Regions from separate parts of the Mus musculus genome. Here region 2 is linked to region 1. The links are chromatin contacts, called in public promoter capture Hi-C maps. All regions are on one chromosome and are shown on one strand. Each heading gives the region's core, a stretch centred on a gene start, on an enhancer-like site or on the middle of the called end of the contact. The rest is flanking DNA. Distances are from core to core; before and after follow the strand shown. Region 1 holds the start of Selenov (selenoprotein V). Region 2 holds the start of Capn12 (calpain 12).

Region 1 (6,503 bases), core at 240-2,739:
GGAGCAGTGGTTGTCTGTGAGTTCAAGACAAGCCTTGTCAGAGCGAGTTTCAGGATAGTCAAGGATCCATAATGGGACCCTGTCTCAGAAAGGGGGGGAAAAAAGGCTGAGGCAGGAGGATTGTAAGTTTAAGGCTAGCCTAAGCTATATAGCTGTGTGTCTTTCTCAAAGATAACAGAAAGCAAAACAAAACAAAAAATACGTTTAAAACCCAGCCAACTAGAGAAGGGGATGTGCCAGGGTCCAGGTCAATTCCTAGTCCAAACATCTGTGTGTTCTTCCTGTGGAAGCACCCACTGCACTGACGTCTGGCAACACAGCACGTTAATGGTCACGAAATGTACATTGCATTCTGGGGCCTAGAGTCTTCATGAGGTCTTGGTCAGGCAGATAAAGTTAATAGCCCTCCTGGGGCAGAACTGACACAATGTGGCCCCAGGCTGTCATCACTATCCACGTTATTGTGGATTGGCTGGTCTATGTATGCCCCACCCCCCTTCCAGAAGGATATTCCCTGGCTTAGAAATACTGCCCCAAAGCCACAGGCAGAGGCTGACATCTCTTGAGACATCAACAGGGTTATGTGCATCCTGAGGGTTTTTTTTTGGGGGGGGGGGTGTTGGTTGGTTTTGTTTTTTTTTTTTTGTTTTGTTTTTGTTTTTTTTTTTTTACTTGAGAGTGATTTTAAACTTTTGATCCACTTGCCTCCTGAGTGCTGGAGCTACAATCCTGAGTCAACATAACTGGTTTGTGTGGCACGGGGGACTTGGACCCAGGGCTTTGTGAATGCTATGAAAACTCTATTAACTGAGCCACAACCCCTGTTAAGTCATCCTTCTGTGAGCCTCAGAATGAAGTCTAGTCGGCCTTACATGGTCACTGTCCCTGGCTCCAATCCTTGTCACCTCTGCCTTTTGCCTATACTCCACTTCTCAAACTTGTCCCCTTTCCTGGTGCCAGCTTCCACTTTATCTCCCTAACTCGGGTTCCACAGGATTGGTTGATCCAGGTCTTGTTCTAGGAGCTGGGGATACAGCATGAAGAAGACAGAGTCTCACTTTGACCACTCCCCGGGAGTAAATTGGATTATTTGTGTGGGTTGTCGCTATTTTTCTCCGGACCTCGTATCCTGCAGAGAGGTGCCTCCTTTCTGAATTATATGGGTGCTGGTATTCTCCACTGCACTGACGGTTTTAGGCTGTCACTCTCATACTGGGTGTGACCTCCTATCATGGGCAGGAAGCAAGGAGGGCAGAGATGCATTGTCCCCGGAATCCCCAGCGCTAGGAGGGCGCTTAATGAACTCAACCAGCTAAACGCATGAGTGTCAGGGTGGCAATGGGAAGCTCTAGGCAGAGTTGGCTCCTGCTGGGTGGGGATAGGGACAGGGGCGGTGTCTATTCGGTGAGATCTGAAGACAGCAGCGCCTCCCTGGCGCAGAGCTTGGAATCTCCGCCTGACTGGAACCCGGTGTAACAGTGCCTGCTCGTGGTTGCTTCGGTTTTTAGAATCCTCGGGTGCGAAAGCTCTCCTCGCTCAAGGAAGCAGGGCGAGGCGGGACGCTTAGCCTGGGGTACCCGGGTCTCACCTGGTCCCCATGAATAACAAGGCGCGGGTCCCCGCTCCCTCCTCAGTCCGGGCAAACACCCCGGCCCGGACACCCGCTCCCATCCGAACCGCGACCCCAGTCAGGGCCCCGAACCCAGCGCACAACTCGACTCCAGTCCGAACTTCCATCCGGGTCCGGGCTCCTGCCCAAGTCCCTAACCCTGTTCCAATCCGGTTCCCAACTCCAGCCCCAGTCCCTGCCCCAACCCTAACCCCAGCCCCAACTCCAGCTCCAGTCCGGCATGCAGCACCGGTGCGGACTCCAGCACCAGTCCGGGCCCCGAATCTAGGTCGGGTCTTTCCTAAGATCTCTCCAGGCAGGTTCTTCCCGAGCTTGGCCTCGCCCACGGCACAGCCCCTTTCTTCCAGGGCTGCTAGCGCTCTCTTGAAGGATCCCACACTCGCTCAAAATCAGAAACCCTCGATCCACAGCCTAGCGGAGGCCATCCAGGGGCCCCTTCCAGTGCTCACTCCCTCGTCCTCCAAGACACAAGGCTCCATACCGGACACCGCCTCTCCCATAGACTCCTTGGCTTCTACTGCCATGGCCTCCAGTACATTGGGCCCCATTCCGGGCCCCAACCCTACACTAGAGTTCTTGGCCTCCCCGCTGAAGGAAACCCCTGGTCTGGGTAAGCTCTCCACGATTTCCCCAGCACCCAGCTTCGGTTCCACTAAGGAGATCCCATCCACCAGCGAGGACGTCCCAACGCCCAACAGAATCTTGATCCGTGTGATGTACTGGTGAGGGGCTCCCCCTACCCGCGAAAGAACGGGAGCCGAGCCGGCAGATGCTGGAGCTCTGGGCGTGTGTGTGTGTGTGTGTGTGTGTGTGTGTGTGTGTGTGTGTGTGTGCAGGCCCAGGTGGGCGCGCTAGGTAGGGAGGCAGATCCACAGAGTTCTGACCACCACTTGTCTGTCCCTTTGAGATCGGTTTCCCACCCTGGCTTCTTTCATTCACTCCCACGAACCCCTGTGATTTCTGTCTTTGATCTTTCCTCACTCATTTGCATGTTTATTGACTTAAGGCTTTATTCACGCCTCTCTTCCTTCAAACGTTTGTATGAGTAACATGACTGCTGTCATTCGCTTTTATTCATTCATTGATGGGCGTTTCCCACCTGGCAGTCAGAATCATTCGTTTAGCTGCTTGATTCCTGTCTCTTAACTTCATGCATGCATTCACTCTTATTCATACATTCATTCATTCTATTGGTAGAAGCGAGAAGCTTCATCCACCTTCATCCATTCAACATTTACATGATGGATGGGTCTAAACTGTATTCTCATTCATTCATTCATTCATTCATCCATCCATGCATTCACGGTTGATTCTTATGACTGGGAATCCGTTCCCATTCTTTGCTGCGCTTCACTCTGAGGGCCCTGAGCACTTCCCTAGCAGGCCAGGCCATGCACACCCCATGCCAGCCTGCAGAACTGTGAGCAGAGAGGTACTTCCTGAGGAAGGAGGAGAGGCTGTCCACCTCAGAGCTGAGCTGGGTGGTCGGGATGGTCTCACTCCATGGTGACCCTTGAGCGGCCACTTCTCAGAGAAGAGGAAGGAGGCTGCTGAATGAAGGGGAGTGGGTGGGGGAGGGGACGGGGGATGGAGTGGGGCAGCTGGTGAATGAGCACAGAGGCTCTGGAGCTGAGTGCAGCTCTCAGATGCTGCCTCAGGCTCATGCAGTGACCTGGGTGGAGTAGCACAGGTCAGGACTGTGCCCTTATTGCCTCTGTTGCTCTGGAAGACTCCAGGCCCTTGTCTCACACGTTTCCTCCATCCTCTGCCCGACCAGGCAACTTCCCTCTGCTTCCCCTGCCACACCGTGTCTGTTTCTCCTCTTCCCAAGCTTGGCTCCCTCTTGCTACCTCCTTCCTCTCCCCATTCTTCTTTCTTCTCTCTTCTCTTTTCTCTGCTCTTCCTCCTCCTCCTCCTCGTCTCCCTGTGTAGCCCTGGCTGTCCTGGGACACTCGCTATGTGGCTCAGGCTGGCCTGGAAACCACAGAGTCTGATTAAAATGTGGAGCGCCACAGCTGGCTTGACAGCTGTTGTTACACACTCATCAGGTGTTTGTGGCACCAGGCACTGAGCAATGGACAGGTGGAGACTCCTGTCCTTGTAGCTGTGACATGGAGGGGCAGGCAATATGTCACAGCCAGCATGTACAGGAAGGCATCTGGGAGGGTCACAGTTTCTATTGGGAGGGTCAAGACGGCCTTGCTGAAGTGACCTGAGGAAGGGAGAGGAGCCACAAACATCCTGGGGAGGAGCACTCTGCAATCACCTACCAGTGCACACCTGTACAAATGCAGCGAGCTGAAAGACCAGCAAGGAGGTTTTTGTAGCTGGGCAAGGTGGGGGATAAAGGGTGAGGAATAATGGGCACGGTTATGTGGGCACTCAGGAAGGTAAGAAGGAGGAGGATTCCCCCCCCCCCCCCCCCGCAAGGTACCAAGGGAGTGGGGGAATGTCCAAGCAGGCAAGGCTGGGGCCAGATTCAGGCTCACTGCTGCTATAACGTCTCCCTTATTTCTTTCCTGCCTCCCTCTCCTGCTCTCCGCTTGCAGTGGCCTCTGAAGCTATGGCCTTCGGGTGAGTAGTTTCTCCCTCAGAATGTAAGGGAGCAAATGGTAGGAAGACTGGAAGGGGGTGCCCGTCTCTCTCTCCTGTGACCCTTTGACTCCATAACCTCTTGTCCTCCCTCTCAGTACATTATACTGAAAAGGACCCTGGAGCATCAATTCCCAAACCTTCTGGAGTTTGTAAGTGTACTGGTAGCCTGAGGAGAAGGAGAGGTCGGGGTTCCCAGACCCCCCCAACCCCCCCAAGCCCTCAGCCTCCTCCACCCACAACATTCCCCTGGCAGGAGGAGGAAAGAGCTACCCAGGTTACAGGGGAGTTTGAAGTGTTTGTGGATGGGAAGCTGATCCATTCCAAGAAGGTAATTTCTGGGAGCAGAGGGTAGGGATGGGGCGCCGGGAGGTCGGGTCATGTCTGGAGTCTTTCTCCTCTATACCCAGAAAGGTGATGGCTTTGTGGATGAGTCCGGTCTGAAGAAACTTGTGGGTGCTATTGACGAAGAGATCAAGAAGAGGTAGCAGCAGCAACGGAGGGGACATGAGTGAGGTGCTGTGGAGGGCCAGGAGGAAGCATGCAAGTAAGTGAACGGGGCAGGGCAATATTTAGGATCTACTACCGCTCACAGCTGACCCTCACCCTTGAAATCAGGGCACATCACACCTTTTATTTTTTATTTTATATTGGAGGGAGGGACACATGAATGCTATAACGTGTTTGTGGAAGTTAGAGGATGGCTTGTGGGAGTCTCTTCCTCCACAGAGTGGTTTTTGGGGACTGAACTCAGATCATCAAACTTGGCAACAGGCACCCTCTACTCAGTGAGGGTCCCCATCACTGCTCCCCATCACGCGAGACAGCCTTACTGCAGAGCTCAGCCTATTCTAGAAGCCTTTATGTTGTTCAGGCTGCCCTAGAACTCCCAGCAATCCCCTTGCCTCAGCCTCCTAAGTGTTGGCATTACAGGTCTGAGCTATCCCCTCAACTCCTTACCCCCCATTTTCGAGACAGAGTCTCACCTAACCCAGGATGGCCTCAAACTTGCTATGAGTTGAGAATGACCCTCAGCCATGCATCCATCTGCCTCACCTCCCAGTAGCTGGGGATTACAGGCGTGGCCACCATCCGCAGTTTCTTAGGTTTTGCTGAGTGAAGCCAGAGCCTGCGTACATTGGCAGGCATTTTAGCAACTGCACCACTCCTCAGGCCCTCTCCTTCTCATTCCTCCCGTCTCCTTGCAGTGCTGGAGATTGACCTGTGTAAAGTAACGTTTAGGATCCTGACGTGACTGTCATCTCCAAGACTTCCTCCTCCATCTGCTGCCGTAGGCCCAGTCCTGGAAGCTTCTAGCCTCTGTACAGTCTTATCTAGGCCTAGAATGTCTTCAGCCTCTGAGACTTACTGCTGAATAAACTCACCCCTTTCTAGTCCTTTCTGATCTCTGGCAGGCTGGTTCAACTCAGCTGTTCTGCTCAAACTCCTCTCCCAGCCGACTGATGCAGTCTGGCTTCTCTCAGCTTCTCCCTGGATTGCTCTGCTTGGCCTCATACAACTGAACCAGTAAAGTTCCCCCTCCCTTCTCTCTCTCTCTCTCTCTGCTCTGCTCCCTTAAGTAGCTTCCCTTTCGGTCTCTGCTCGTGAGACCGGGCAGACCCTGTTCTGTTAACTCTTTCCCTGATTCATCACTTGACCACTCAGACATCACTTTCAAACATGGGTGCTCCCTTCTACAAACTAACTTTACCTTCGTTGTTTGGGATTAAAGGTGTGTGCTAAGGGCTGAGCCAGACCACAGCTAGAACCAGAGTTGTTCAGTAAGTGACACATTTTTGGGGCTCACAGTATGACCTAATGTCCTGCATCAGCCCTGGGCCTCACACATGGGAAGTGAGAGTTTTACATTGGAGTTGCATCCACAGCCTTCTTCTTCTCCTGTCTTATTTTGAGATAGGGTGTGGTAGCACATGCCTGTAATGTACTAGTACTCAGGAGGCTGAGGCAGGGGGATTGAGGTGAGTTTGAGGCCATTCTGGACTGCATAGAGAGACCCTGTCTCAAAATAAAAAAGTAAAGCTAAAATCATTAAAAAACCAGTTCTTAGATGCCATAACACATTTCAACTCCTCAACAGTAAGATGTGGCTAGTGTGTTGGGCTATGTTGATCTGCAATAGATTGTAGACACAGCACACAAAGGCAATCTGGCATTATTATAAGATATTAAAATATTTGAGATATTAAAAGATGTCTGCAATGATTTAAATAGCATTGACTTTCACCTTGAATTTGTGAGGCATGAGCTGCAGAGATTTGAC
Region 2 (6,137 bases), core at 2,736-5,235, 590 kb before region 1:
CCCAATTGTGTGTATGTGTATGTAATTTCTATATGTATGTGTTTTGCCTGCATGTATGTCTGTGCACCACATGTCATGTGTGCAGTGTCCATGGAAGCCTCAGATCCCTGGTACTGAAGTTACACATAGTCGTGACTGGGAATAAAAGTCAGGTCTTCTGGAAGAGCAACCAGTGCTCTTAACACTGAGCCATCTCTACAGATTCCCCACCCCAGCCCCCAGCCCTCCCTCTTGTCTTTGAGACCAAGCTTTGACTGACCAAGAACTCACTCTGTAGACCACATTTGTCTCAGAGTCCCAGAGATCCACCTGCCTCTGCTCTCAGAGTACTAGAGACAAAGTTGTTCTATAAGTGCTCAGCTAATTGGGTGTTTGTGTTTTGTTTAGACATGGTATTGCTATGCATCTCAGTCTGCCCTCAAACTTGCAATCCTCCTGCCTCAGTACACTTAGTACTACTGTGATAATAGGAGTAGGCTCAATCCCTGAACTATTCAGAGATGAGGTGGGAGACTCATCTGACACATGCTAGGCCTCTCATCTCTAGGGTCCATGAAACTGTGCAGTCTGGAAGCCATGGAAGAGCTGCACCAGAATTCTCAACTCTCCCTCAACCTTTGAGACTCTGGGAGCCTGTGAAGGCGATGCCTATGAGGACTTGTCAGGCCTTCCAGCGCACGGTAGCCTAATCCTATGATAAAGGATGGGCTGTCGATGTCTCAAAGGACCATGAGAGATGGCGTGAGGTTAAAGGCCCTTGAGGGAATAAGATTTGGCAAATCCAGGTTCTGATAGATGATGGGATTTCAGGATCCTTGGGAAATATGAGTATCAGTGGGATTCTTAGAATGTTTGTGGAAAATGTCATTTCCACAAAAAAAAAAAAAAAAGAAAGAAAGAAAGAGAGAAGAGAAGAGAAGAGAAGAGAAGAGAAGAGAAGAGAAGAGAAGAGAAGAGAAGAGAAGAGAAGAGAAGAGAAGAGAAGAGAGGAAGGCCTTTAAGATTTGAAAATTCTGCTGGGTAGTGGTGTATGCCTTTAATCCCAGCACTCAGGAGGCAAAAGCAGGCAGATCTCTATGAGTCTGAGGTCAGCCTGCTCTACAGAGTGAGTTCCAGGACAGCCAAGTTACACAGTGAAATCCTGTCTTGAAGAACCATAAATAAACAAACAAACAAGCAAACAAACAAGATTAGAAGATTCACAGGCTGAACCTTATGCTTCAGTGGTAGAGCCTCTGCCTAGAATCCCCCAGTGAGGGGCTGGGGCGTGGCTCGGTGGTAGAGCCCCTGCCTAGAATCCCCCAGTGAGGGGCTGGGGGCGTGGCTCAGTGGTAGAGCCCCTGCCTAGAATCCCCCAGTGAGGGGCTGGGGGCGTGGCTCAGTGGTAGAGCCCCTGCCTAGAATCCCCTAGTGAGGGGCTTGGGGTGTGGCTCAGTGGTAGAGCCCCTGCCTAGACTCCCCCAGTGAGGGGCTGGGGGCGTGGCTCAGTGGTAGAGCCCCTGCCTAGAATCCCCTAGTGAGGGGCTGGGGGTGTGGCTCAGTGGTAGAGCCCCTGCCTAGACTCCCCCAGTGAGGGGCTGGGGGCGTGGCTCAGTGGTAGAGTCCCTGCCTAGAATCCCCCAGTGAGGGGCTGGGGGTGTGGCTCAGTGGTAGAGCCCCTGCCTAGAATCCCCAAGTGAGGAGCTGGGGGCGTGGCTCAGTGGTAGAGCCCCTGCCTAGAATCCCCCAGTGAGGAGCTGGGGGCGTGGCCCAGTGGTAGAGCCCCTGCCTAGAATCCTCCAGTGAGGAGCTGGGATGTGGCTCAGCATGCACAGATCGTGGGTTCCATCCCCAGCTCACACACACTCCCTTCCTAACTTTAGCCATGGGTTGTGGTGCATGCCTATATTCTATGCACACAAGGGCCCAGTGAAGGAGGATTATGAGTTTGAGGCCAACCTGGCCTACATAACAAGACAATAACTGAATGGATAAAGGTTGGGGATGTAGCTCAGTTGGTAGAGGGCTTACCAAGCATACATGAGACCCTGGGTTCAAACCCAGCACCGCATAAACCTGGGGTGGTAGCACACACCTGGAACCCCAGCACTTCTGAGATGGAGGCAAGACCCTCAGTTCAAGGTCTCATTTGGCTACATAGCTAATTCCTGGGCAAGCTAGGTTGTATGAGGTCTTTTCTCAATAAAATACCAAAAAATGAAGGTTCTTCCAGGAGAGTGCCATGATACTAGGGCTATGGCGGGCTATGACTGGGTTCAGGGTCCTAGGTTGGGTGTCTGGAGGACCCCCGATGTGATGTCAGTACTCCACGTGGCTTGGGCATGTTCTTGGGGCTGCAGCTGGGAGGGCTGGGGCTTTGGGAGGGGGCGGAGTCCTTACTTGGCATAGGCCTTTTCCAGCAGAGGGGCCCAGAACTCGTTCCTTTGTTCTGAGCGCACGAACATCAGCTTCCCCTCACGCACAGGCAGTTTGTCGTCTACCACCACATCCACCCAGCGGCCAAACTGCCATAGCTGGTGAAGAAAAACAAAACAAAACAAAACAAAACAAAACAAAACACAGGGCAGGAGCGGCTCAGCTTCCAGACCCTGCCTGATTCCTACCTCCAACCCCCGCTTTTGCCTTCTGCTTCCCAAGTTCTGGAATTCCAGTCCCCCTGCGCTGGGGTAGGGACATAATGGTAACTGTGAAGCCTATGTCATCATGCTACCACGGGGGAAATTGAGGCACAGAGCAAGGAACTGGACTCTACCTGAAAATGGAAGACCCCCGCGTAGCCATCTTGGAAACCTTGTCCAGGGGGGACCACCCGGTACAGGAGCCTGGGGTAGAGTGTGAGGGAGGCAGCAGCTGCAAGAAGCCAGCAGTTTCCTAGGAGGAGGAGGAAAGAGGCTCAGATTAGGTACGAGTGGACCAGAGACCAGCAGACTGAAGAAAGAAGCCATGGGGACAGGAGACAGAGGAGAGGAGCTGTTCAAGTCCTGGGTCTAGGGGCTCCAGACAGTCACAAGGGGGCTCACCCAAGCTTCCCTGGCACACATCTGTTCTGCTCATGTCTTCACAGATGAACTGGGGCTCAGCACAAAACTCCTGGAAGATTAAGGTTCCAGAGAAGCCAGGTAAGGGAAGGCTGGAACAATGGAGAAGTCAGAGGCCTGAGCCCTGACACCAGTACCCAGGTAGTGAGGGCCTCCAACCTTGGGAAAGTCTGTGGGTGGGAGTTTGCCTTCCTGGATCCCCTTGAATCCCGTGGCTGAGTCTGCTCTTATCCCCCACTCCCTTTTCCTAAGAACCAGGATTCTAGACCTCAGCCTGTCTCTCTTACACTCAAGGGTTCATGTCCTGGCCCTGATCCCTCAGGCTAAGACTCTGGCCCTCCTCCCTCAGACCCAAGAGTCCAGGCCCTGGTCCTCCTCCCTCAGACCCAGGCCCTGGCCCTCCTCCCTCAGACCCAAGAGTTCAGGCCCTGGTCCTCCTCCCTCAGACCCAAGAGTTCAGGCCCTGGTCCTCCTCCCTCAGACCCAAGAGTTCAGGCCCTGGTCCTCCTCCCTCAGACCCAGGCCCTGGCCCTCCTCCCTCAGATCCAAGAGTCCAGGACCTGGTCCTCCTCCCTCAGACCCAGGAGTCCTTGTCCTGGCCCTCCCCCATCAGACCCAGGTCCCAGCCCAGCCCCACTTTACATGGGGCCTCTTCCATTCCACCCCTTTGGCCTTCTCTGAGTCAGGTCCCAGCTTGTCATAGCCAAGGGCATCAGGGCCAGCAGGAAAGCAAGGGTCACGAAACAGGATCCCGGAATCCAGGCAAGCTCTTCGGATGGCTTCGTAGTTCTGGCCTTTAAAGAGCTGTGGGCCCCCAGCTCCAGTCCCGGCCCCGTCGTCCACCAGCTGGATGGTGACCTTCCTGTTGCCACTCGCCATTCGGACACTCTGGGCACACAGATGGACCCAAGCCCTTTAACCTCCTGAGTCATGGGGGGCGTGGCTCCTGCTCCATTTGTACCCTGTTGGGGGTCTTTAGGCATCGAGGAGCATTCTCCCTTGTTAATATTAATTGATGGTTTGGGGTGCGAAGGAGCAGGGACGCTTCTTCAGTGGTTTCCTCCCTGGGGCACGGAGCCCTCAGTTGTGGCGAGTTTAGCAGCTTAATGACCTGGAGCACACAAAAGGTGGGCAGGCCTAGGAGGACCAGCCGGGCTCTGGGAGTGCCGGGAAGGAGGTCAACGTGGGGGTGTGTTTCCGCGTGCTTCTTCCTGTTGCCATACCTCAGCCCAGCCCAGCCTCCCTGTCTCCTCAGCTGGGGACAGTGCTGAGGACTGAACCTCCCGATGTGGCAGGCAAGCATCCTCTGCACCTGCAGCTCCAAGGCCCTTCATCGACTGACTTTGAGACCTGGTCTCACTGAGTTTCCGAGGTTAGCCTCGGGCTCCCAGGCTCTCTTGCCTCAGGATCCCTGGTGTTAGATCTACTGGTGTGATTGTTGTTTTGTTTTGAAGGGTTTTGTCCTTTTGTTCGTTTGGTTTGGGATTTTGGAGACAGACTGGGTTTCTCTTGGGTAGCCCTGGCTGTCCTGGAACTCACTCCGTAGACCAGGCTGGCATGGAACTCAGATATAAACATATCCTTGGCTCTTTCCTTTTTTATATTTATAAAACACCACACCTGGTTTCCTCCCAGCTCCCTCTGCTAGCTCTCAGGAAGGTAGACCATGGCTAGGTCACCCAGGCAAGGCTGACTACAGAAAACAGGTTCTGCTCTGTGCTGTGAATGTGGTCACCTGTGCCTGGGATGCTGCGGCCCCTCTCCAAGCCGAGCAGGCTCCGTGAAGCAGGCGGAGGAGGATCTTTGGCAAGGCAGGCAGTCTTGCCTTTCAGTGCCTCTGGCCCCAGGGGAGCCTAGTCACTTTAATTTTGCTGAGACGTTGACAACTCAAGCTTTCAACATCTGCCATCCAACCCCGGCCCTCCAAGCACCATAGCCAACAACAGGGGCTGTCCGAGGCAGGAGAATCGGGAGTTCTACGGTAGTCTTAGCTTACAGCAAATATCGGGCAGCCTAAACTACAAGAGACCCAGTAATGAAACAAAGAAAAATCGCACAGATTTTTCCTCCTGCAGAGTTGCTGGGACCACACAAAGACAGGTAGTTGGTTCAAGTCTCAGCCCAGTCTGTCACTTAGGATTGCAGGTCTGAGGTCAAGTGTGATGCTTCACCCTTGTGATTCCAGCTCTTGGAAGGAAGAGACCAGAGGAACCTGAATTCCAGACCAGCCTAGGCTAAATTGTGGGACAAAGGACTGTGTGTCTTGGGCTAAGTCACATAAACTCCATATGCCTCAGTTTCTTCAAACAGTAGTGTGTGTCCGTGGTTTGCCTTCCTTCCTGCCCCCCCCTCTTTTTTTTTTTTTTTTTTTTTTTGTTGCCAGAGCTGGGGATGAACGTGGGGATCCCTACACGCTAGTCAAACTTCTTTTTTTTTTTTTTTTTTTTTTTTTTGGTTTTTGCGAGACAGGGTTTCTCTGTATAGCCCTGGCTGTCCTGGAGCTCACTTTGTAGACCAGGCTGGCCTCGAACTCAGAAATCCGCCTGCCTCTGCCTCCCGAGTGCTGGGATTAAAGGCGTGCGCCACCACGCCCAGCGCTAGTCAAACTTCTACTGCTGAGCTCTGTCCTGAACCCAGAAGCCCAGATGTTAGATCCTGTGGCTTATTCTCTAGGCACTTGGCTCTGAGATGATCCCTCCCCTCAGACCACAGCTGAAGCAGACCCGCCAATCACAGTGCAGCAGCCCCTGGCCACCCCCTCCAACCACGCCCCCATTGTTTATCTTTCCTATCTTTGCCAGCCTCTCCTTTCCTTGCACCTGACTGAGTTGGTAGCCAGGAAGGCTAAGATTACCTCAGAGGATGAGGGTGGCATACAAGCACAGCCAAGCGATGGGGAGACACGATTCCCCCAAGCGTGAAAGCATACTCCAGGTGTCCGGATGTGGTGAAACCCAGGTGGGTTTGTTACGTTTGTTATGTGTTTTTGAGACAGTGTCCCGCTGGCCTGGAAGTTACAATGTAGACCAGACAACTGGCCTCCAACTCCTGGCGATCCATTTGTGTCGGCCTCCAGTGTATTGGGATTACAGATGTGCA

Evidence for each region. Promoter capture Hi-C pulls out the DNA fragments that hold promoters and counts their contacts.
Region 2: a contact with region 1 is called in a promoter capture Hi-C map of liver, with 2.0 times the contacts expected there. The contact joins the promoter of Capn12 here to the promoter of Selenov in region 1. A contact is called at or near these places in 3 of 39 promoter capture datasets (liver and pre-B cells).

The regions. Positions count from the first base shown.
Region 1 is chr7:28,286,172-28,292,674 of GRCm38.p6, reverse strand. Selenov (selenoprotein V) reads left to right here and starts at 1,489. Exons shown (of 6, transcript NM_175033.4): 1 at 1,489-2,352; 2 at 4,180-4,204; 3 at 4,321-4,374; 4 at 4,479-4,553; 5 at 4,633-4,769. The coding sequence starts at 1,598. The coding sequence ends at 4,710.
Region 2 is chr7:28,879,504-28,885,640 of GRCm38.p6, reverse strand. It overlaps Capn12 (calpain 12), which reads right to left and starts at 3,985. Exons shown (of 21, transcript NM_001110807.1): 1 at 3,681-3,985; 2 at 3,021-3,090; 3 at 2,753-2,871; 4 at 2,380-2,513. The coding sequence starts at 3,917.